2 separate regions of the Bos taurus genome follow, and region 1 is linked to region 2. A link is a contact called in public Hi-C data. All regions are on one chromosome and are shown on one strand. The core of a region is the stretch at or near the end of the contact, and the rest is flanking DNA. Distances in the headings are between cores, read along the strand shown. Region 1 has its middle 58 kb from the start of DNAJC12. Region 2 has its middle 12 kb from the start of DNAJC12.

Region 1 (4,292 bases), core at 41-2,540, 44 kb after region 2:
AGACTCTGAGAATTCAAAGTCAAACAAAGGGATCCATAGTGAAGGGCGGGGAATAAATTAGGAGGTCAGGATTAACATAGACACAGAAATCTTTATCTTTAATAGATCATCAACAAGGATTACCCACTTGGGTCCTTCCTGAGAGCCAGCCTGTCCCCCTGCCTGCCAGTCTTCCACATGTACACATACATCTTTCTCTCAGAGATCATGCACAAGGATTATCTCCTTCCTTCCTTCCTAACTTCCTCATATACACAGAAAACTGGATCTGAGATTAGATAATCCACAAGAGCCTGATGCTCAGCACTAGGCTACACCTTCTATGGGAAAAAATTTTTTTAAAAAGCAAAGAGATACTTCATACATATGTAACACACGAATTGGGCGGTTGTACACGGGACTGCAAGGAGATGCAACCAGTTCATCCTAAAGGAAATCAGTCTTGACTATTCATTGGAAGGACTGATGCTGCAGTTGAAGCCCCAATACTTTGGCCACCTGATGCAAAAAACTGACTCATCTGAAAAGACCCTGATGCTGGGAAAGATTGAAGGCAGGAGGAGAAGGGGACGACAGAGGATGAGATGGTTGGGTGGCATTACTGACTTAATGGACATGAGTTTGAGTAAACTCCAGGAGTTGGTGATGAACAGGGAAGCCTGGCGTGCTGCAGTCCACGGGGTTGCAAAGAGTCGGACACAACTGAGCGACTGACCTGAACTGAACACTGAAGACAAGAACAAGAGTACTCCAACACAGCATTGGCACGATGTTAAAGGAAAGAAAAGAAAGGCAATGCCTACTTGATTCCCTCCAGTCTCCCTGACTGGAGCTACTATCCCATCCCTGGAGCCTGAACAGGCTTGGTTTCCTCTGCTGGACTGGGGTGGGATGGAGACAGCCTGATAGGGTGCCCTTCATTGAGCCCTTTTTAAACCTCTACTGTCTGCTTGGCTCTGGCTGGGATCAGAGCTCAGAGTTGGATCAAGTCCTCGAGGATTTTGGAGGCAATAGTCACCTAGCTTCCTGCTAGGTGCTGCTGGGGTTCCCAGCTCAATTCTCCTTACTCACGGTGTAGCCTCCTGGGCACCTTAGCCCCCTCAGCTGGGTGCTGTGGCCCCCACTGGGATTCATCTAGGGGTTAAGGGCACGAAGTTTTAGACAGAAGAAGTACTGGGACACAAGCCCTTTTGTGTTTGCGCAGGCACATTCCACCCTACTTCATAGCCCAGGAAGTCAACTTTCCCTAAGGCTCTGTTTGCAGCCGCAGGAACCAAAAGTTGGGTTTTGGAAAGTGCTGCCGCCTTGTGGACCTTTCTGTAACTGCAACTTGACCACTGGTGCTTACTGGCACTTCTAACTTACAAGGTCTGGTGGTGCTGGCTTAGTCGCTAAGTCGTGTAGGGCTCTTGCGACCCCATGGACTGTAGCTTGCCAGGCTCCTCTGTTCATGGGATTCTCCAGGCAAGAATACTGGAGTGGGTTGCCATTTCCTTCTCCAAGGGGTCTTCCCAACCCAGGAATCGAACCCTAGTCTCCTGCATTGCAGGCAGATTCTTTACCGACTGAACTATGAGGGAAGTCCTGGGGCATTGTTAATGACAGCTGCCCTCAGGAAATGTCCTGGGGGAGGGATTTACAAACACGTTCAGTTCAGTTCAGTGTCCGACTCTTTGTGACCCCATGAATCACAGCACTCGAGGCCTCCCTGTCCATCACCAACTCCCTGAGTTCACTCAGACTCACATCCATCGAGTCGGTGATGCCATCAGCCATCTCATCCTCTGTCGTCCCCTTTTCCTTCTGCCCACAATCCCTCCCAGCATCAGAGTTTTTTCCAATGAGTCAACTCTTTGCATGAGGTGGCCAAAGTACTGGAGTTTCAGCTGTAGAATCATTCCTTCCAAAGAACACCCAGGACTGATCTCCTTCAGAATGGACTGGTTGGATCTCCCTGCAGTCTAAGGAACTCTCAAGAGTCTTCTCCAACACCACAGTTCAAAAGCATCAATTCTTCGGTGCTCAGCCTTCTTCACAGTCCAACTCTCACATCCATACATGACCACTGGAAAAACCATAGCCTTGACTAGACGGACCTTTGTTGGCAATGTAATGTCTTTGCTTTTGAATATGCTATCTAGGTTGGTCATAACTTTTCTTCCAAGGAGTAAGCGGCTTTTAATTTCGTGGCTGCAGTCACCATCTGCAGTGATTTTGGAGCCAAAAAAATGAAGTCTGACACTGTTTCCACTGTTTCCCCATCTATTTCCCATGAAGTGATGGGACCAGATGCCATGATCTTCGTTTTCTGAATGTTGAGCTTTAAGCCAATTTTTTCACTCTCCACTTTCACTTTCATCAAGAGGCTTTTGAGTTCCTCTTCACTTTCTGCCATAAGGGTGGTGTCATCTGCCTATCTGAGGTTATTGATATTTCTCCCGGCAATCTGGATTCCAGCCTGTGCTTCATCCAGCCCAGCGTTTCTCATGATGTACTCTGCATATAAGTTAAATAAGGGTGACAATATACAGCCTTGAAGTACTCCTTTTCCTATTTGGAACCAGTCTGTTGTTCCATGTCCAGTTCTAACTGTTGCTTCCTGACCTGCATATAGGTTTCTCAAGAGGCAGGTCAGGTGGTCTGGTATTCCCATCTCTTTCAGAATTTTCCACGAATTACCCCCCGCCCAAGGCCAGGGGCGGCGGCTGAGAGGAGCAACCCCACGTCCAAGGAGCGGTGGCTGCGCAGGGAGGGCCTAGAGGAGCTACTCCACGTTCAAGGTCAGGAGGGGTGGCAGTGAGGAGATACCCCTCGTCCAAGGTAAGGAGCAGCAGCTGTGCTTTGCTGGAGCAGCCATGAAGAGATACCCCACGTCCAAGATAAGAGAAACCCAAGTAAGACGGTAGGTGTTGCAAGAGGGCATCAAAGGGCAGACACACTGAAACCATACTCACAGAAAACTAGTCAATCTGATCACACTAGGACCACAGCCTTACAAACACTATGGAGTATCTAAAAGCCACTTGCCACTGGTAATTTTTCTCACATTCTTAAAAAGAAATTTAAATAAAATACCACACTGCCTCATGGGACAAGATGCTCAGCACTTGTAATTACTGCAGGAATGCCAAACAAAAGGACAACCAGAAATCAAATCCCACCATTCACAATGGGCATCCTCACAAGTTCACAGACAATAAAGGCAGGAGAGAGCCCGGAGGAAAGGGAACACCGCACACTGCCGCTGGGAATGTACGTTGGCAATATCCTCTATAAGGGATAGTCTCCACACGCCAGAAAAAACTATCAAGAGAGCTAAACCTAGAACCTGAACGCATATTTTCATAAAGGAAGTATAGAAAATAAGATTCTCACATATGGAAATACACACCCATATTTCAAACAGAAAATACAAAAATTTGATTTTCTTATACGGAAATATACACCCAAATTTTCATACAGGAAACATAGAAAATTCGATTTTCTTATATGGAAATATTCACCCATAATTTCATATAGGAAATATAGAAAGTTCTATTTTCTTTTATGGAAATATGCACCCACATTTCCATACATGACATATAGAAAATTTTATTTTCATATATGGATATATGCACCCATGTGTTCTTACATGATAAGTAGAAAATTCCATTTTCATATATGGAAATGTCCACCCACATTTCATATATGAAATATAGAAACGATTGAAATAATGCCAGTTTCAGCAACGTAATCCTGGAGGTTATCAAAGTGAAGTAAGTCAGAAACACAAATACCGTATGATGTCACCTATATGCGGAAACTAAAATATGACACAAATGACTTTATCTATGAAAGAGAATCAGATTCACAGATATAGAGAACTAACAGGGAAAGCAGAAGTGGGAGAGGCAAGATCGGGTTAGCGGATTAAGAGATACAAACCATGTAGAAAATAAATAAGCTACAAGGATATAGTATACAGCAGAGGGAAATATGCCCATTTTATTGTAATAACTTTCAATGGACTAGGGTTCCTAAAAACATTGAATCACTAGGTTGTACACTCAAGGCAAATACAGTAATGTAAATTAACTGTACTTCATTTTTTAAAAAAAACAGTTGATGGCTAGCTACTAACAGAAAAAAACAATCAATAGGAAAAAATAAGCAAAATAAAAATGGGAAATTTTTAAAAATAGAAGATTTAATCAAGAAACTAATTACGTGACTTTTAAAAATCACATAAAGTAGATTTAATCTTTATTTTTGCTTCACAAAGAACTAATTAGTCAAATCAAGCCAATTAGTCT
Region 2 (4,332 bases), core at 1,408-3,907:
TTAATTTTCATTATTTAGCTATATGTAAAATGATCCAATGACCTATAATATTCAGCTTTTTAAATTTACTTAAACCTATATATTTAAAATACTATATTATGAAAAACTGTATTAAGAATAGTGCTGTTCTCCCTGTATGAGAAACTCTGTAAGGTTACAAGTATAAGGTATCTACATTTTCTTCTAAAGGATGATTTGGGGGAAAAGTTTCCTTTATATTTGAACATACATAACCCTCTCTCAATTGGGGAATTCTACTTCAATCATTCATAATTTTAAAAATCATTTTCATATTTTTTATTTTTCAGGTTGTATAATGATTATAAATCTTCATTACTTTAATAAATATTAAATAAATAATACTTTATATAAATATAGTATAAACATAATAGCAACCTTTTTGGGGTATTGTTTGAAAAAGCAATAATATAAGGTAAGTATGTATTTGGAGAAAAGTAGAGTACCACTTATTTATTTCCACTCTTTTCCCCAAAACTAACCTCTAAACTTGCTGCAGCATCTTATGGTAGGGTATATTTTTCATGTTCACTGGGTTTTTCTCTCTAATGATAAAGGTAATAAAAATCATGTTGGGGCCATTGGCTAGTATTTTGAAAAAATAATGATGGTAGAGCCATTCCTACTTACACCAAAGTAAGTTACAGATAACCAAATAACCCAGAAGCCATAGGATAAAATTAATAAACATGACTGTACAAAATTTATGCAGATGTGTAGTGGCAAAAAAAAAAAAATACAAATGTAAAATCAGAAGGTAGGTAAATAATGTACAAGGAAAAAAATTTCACAATTCCCATAACAGACAAAAGGCTGAGTTCCCTACTTTACAAAAAGTACCAAAAAATCAGTAAGAAAAAGATTAACAACCCAAGAGAAAACTGGATTAAGGATATGATTACTTTCAGAAATATAAATAGCCATTAAATGGATCAAGAAAAGTGCAGCCTCATTCATAATTATGAAACTGCTAATCATTCAAAGAAGATACATTGTTTACTTCTCAGAGAGGCAAAATTTCTAAAGTTGATAATACCCAGTGCTAGAATAGAAGGGAGGAAGCAAACACCTTCATACATTGCCGGATACTATAAATCAGTGTGTGTGTGCGTGCTCAGTTGTGTCTGACTTTGCAACCCTACAAACTGTAGCCCAACAGGCATCTCTGTCCCTGGGATTTCCCAGGCAAGAATACTGTAGTGGCTTACCATGCCCTCCTCCAGGGAATCTTCCTGACCCAGAGATCGAACTCGTGTCCACTGCATGGCGGACAGGCAGGTGAATTCTTTACCACTGAGCCACCTGGAAATTCCAGTGTAAACTGGTACAGTTTAGCAATTTGGTGATATTTGTAAACTTTTATAAAGCATATATCTCCTTGGCTCGATAATTTTTCTCTACAAATTTATCCTGTGGATTTACACCAAAATGTTCCAGGCAGTCATTGCAAAATTGTTTTCAACAGAAAAAAGTTGGAAATAATCAAAATGTCCCTCAATGGGATGGTGAAGAAGAGACCAATGGATGAATAAATTATGGTATTTTTGTTATGAAATACCATGCAAGCATTTAAAAAAGAGTAAGATAGCTCTTTTTGTGCAGTATGGAAAGATCTCTAAGATGAATTATCAAATGAAAAAGAAAGTTTAAGAAGAGTATGATGTCATTACCTCTTTTGCACAGTTTTTCATAATTCATATATTTATTGACCAAAAAAAAAAAAAATTCCCTGTATAAGTGGATCCCTGCATTTCAAAGACCATTTTGTTCAAGGGTCAACTATATGTACATTTGCACCTGATTTTTTTCTTTAAAAATCAAATTACGGATTCCTTTTAAGGGAGGGTGCTGAGCAGGTACAGAAAGCCTTTAATTTCAGTTTACATCTCTCAGAACTGTTAGTGTGAAGTCAATATAGTCATCCTACCACTTTTGTTTTCTGTATGCTTTTTATTCTATTTAATAATTTGTGTCTATCTCTTTGCTGGCCCGGCTTTCGAGATCTTAGTTCCCCCACCAGGAATGGAACCCAGGCCGCCTACAGTGGAAGCAGGGATCCCCACCCAACTGCACCCTCAGGGAATTCCCTTGGGATGCTTTTTAAAAGAACAAATACAATTTAATTTACACAAGCTGATTAAAAAGAAAAAAAAATTAACTTAAAAAAAATACATATACCAAATATAGAAATCACACAGAGATTTTTAACTTAGCGAAAGCTCTTCGCATGTGGCCCGTGAGAGGCCCAGCCTCGGAACCAGAAAAACCGCCCAGTCTCCTACAACCCAGGCGGCAATCGCCGTCCCAGGACTACAGCTCCCACAAGACATCGCGGAAATTGGCGTGTAAAAGGAGTGACAAAGGAAAGCCCAGTTACTTCCGGCCTCCCGTAAATGTCCCTCCGGAAGTGCATTAAAAAAAAAAAAAAAAAACAGATTTCAGAGGCTTTTAAGTGAGAAAAAAAAAGCTATATAAGAGCTCAAACGGAAAGTCTAGAAAAGTTTCCAAGCCCTAGGAGCTCCGAGCGAGAACAGAAATTAGGGAGCCCATAGAAATTAGGTGGGCTCCACGCGGACAACTCTGAGAGTCGTTCTCAGACTAGCAGCTTTCCTAGCAGCTACTCCGTTTTCCTTCCAGTCTAGCGCCAAGTTCTGCTATGCAGAATGAAATCGGCACCTTGCCCTTGCGGTCTTTCCGACCCCGAACTTCCAAGACGCCAAAGCCCAAGTTCCAGAAAGAGCCTGCAATCATTCGTTCTGATTTCCCACAACACGGGCCCCTGCTCCCTTCTCAAGCTGGGGTTTGGACATCAGCTGAGCGCTCTGATTAAAAACGTAATCTCATTTTTTATCTAGCTCCTACCTCTCAATGTCTTTTCTTCAGAATCTGCTGCTCCGTTCCAGCGTAATAATATTCAGTGGAAAGAAAACGGAACCTGCCAAGACCTTAACCTCACTCTTTCAGGCCTGCTTGCCAGAGCAAAAGAACATTCTGAGACAGGAAAAGGATATATTTTTAAAAAAAAAAAGAAAAGAAAAAGTCTTTCTGTTAAATCAGAAGTAAAATAGAATCTGTAAATGATTCGTTTAAGGCTGTTGAAACATTGCTTTGAAGCTTCAGTCAAGTGCAAAGTGCAGTGACAAATGCTAGTAATCCTCTTGTTAATGTGTGCAGATATTGATAGTGAGGGACAGAGGATAAAAGGGAACTCTGCTTAATTTGGCTGTGAACCTAAAACTGCTCTTCAAAGTTACTTATTAATTTTAAAAATAAAATAACAGTAACAACAGGAAGAATAATCACCATTATTGAGCTCCTACTGTATGCCATGAATAAAGCTAGCAATTGAACTGTGCTGTGTCCGACTCCAAAGCTCTTAGTGAACATAATGCATAAAAGTACTGCATCAGATTATTTGGCCAGAATTTCAGCATTTCAGAAAATGCACTTGACAAGGCTGTTAGGAAACCTGATTTCTAGTATCAGCTCTCCACTGGCTCCTTGTTGAGCCACACCACCTCGATTTGTGAAGGAGAATTCAAGACCAGAGCAATGATTCTCAAACTTAAAAGTGCACATGAATCACGTGGATTTGGTGAAGATGCAACTTCTGCTTCAGGATGTCTGGGAGAGGTCTGAGATTCTGCATTTCTGACACGCCCCCAGCTGAAGTCCCTGTTAATCCAGGAGTAGCAAAGGACAGAATGACCTCTGAGATTCTTTTAAATTCTAACACTCAGCATGGATCATTCTTTTCCACTCTAATCTTAGCACCTTTGCTCTTAAGGAAATATGGAAAGATATGTTTAAAAGGAGAATGACTGAAGTACAGATTCCTATCTGAAGCCAAAATGTGAAAATTAAAAATAACTGTAGACTATAGTGTCTCTGGAAAGATACACAAGAAACCCATAAGAGTACTTACCTTCAGGGAAGCAGACTTGATGATCCAAATACAGGAATGGAAGGTAAACGTTATACTTCTATAACTTTTGTAATTTCACTATATGTGTGCTTTCTCTTTTTAAAAAATAATTCATTTTTAATTATTGAAAAATGGCTTAATATGTCACTTGTTAGTGAGGCAGAAATCACCAGGTTTTTAGTTTAGACCTCCTGTTATTATCACAGATTTCTTTTAAACAGAAAGAAATTCCATGAACAATCACTCAATTATGTTTGGGAAACAAGCACTAAAATATCTCCCTGAGGTTTCAGCTTTTTCCTCCTCTTCTCAAATAGAACTACAGACAAATATATTAGTAAAGTGAAAGTGTTAGTCTCTTAGTTGTGTCCAACTCTTGCAACCCTATG

Evidence for each region. Hi-C and Micro-C count contacts between places; a contact is called where the count stands out from the background.
Region 1: a contact with region 2 is called in a Hi-C map of blastocyst, with 4 times the contacts expected there. The contact joins two enhancer-like sites. A contact is called at or near these places in 3 of 11 Hi-C or Micro-C datasets (blastocyst, liver and skeletal muscle).

What each region holds. Positions count from the first base shown.
Region 1 is chr28:24,339,336-24,343,627 of ARS-UCD2.0, forward strand. No RefSeq gene overlaps it. Among named protein-coding and RNA genes, the nearest start is that of DNAJC12, 58 kb to the left of the region's middle. Within about 2 kb of position 1,291, at least 2 of the 102 cell types and tissues checked have an H3K27ac peak or open chromatin away from gene starts, as enhancers often do. A contact at or near this core is called in blastocyst, where this site is marked.
Region 2 is chr28:24,293,589-24,297,920 of ARS-UCD2.0, forward strand. No RefSeq gene overlaps it. Among named protein-coding and RNA genes, the nearest start is that of DNAJC12, 12 kb to the left of the region's middle. Within about 2 kb of position 2,658, at least 80 of the 102 cell types and tissues checked have an H3K27ac peak or open chromatin away from gene starts, as enhancers often do. A contact at or near this core is called in blastocyst, where this site is marked.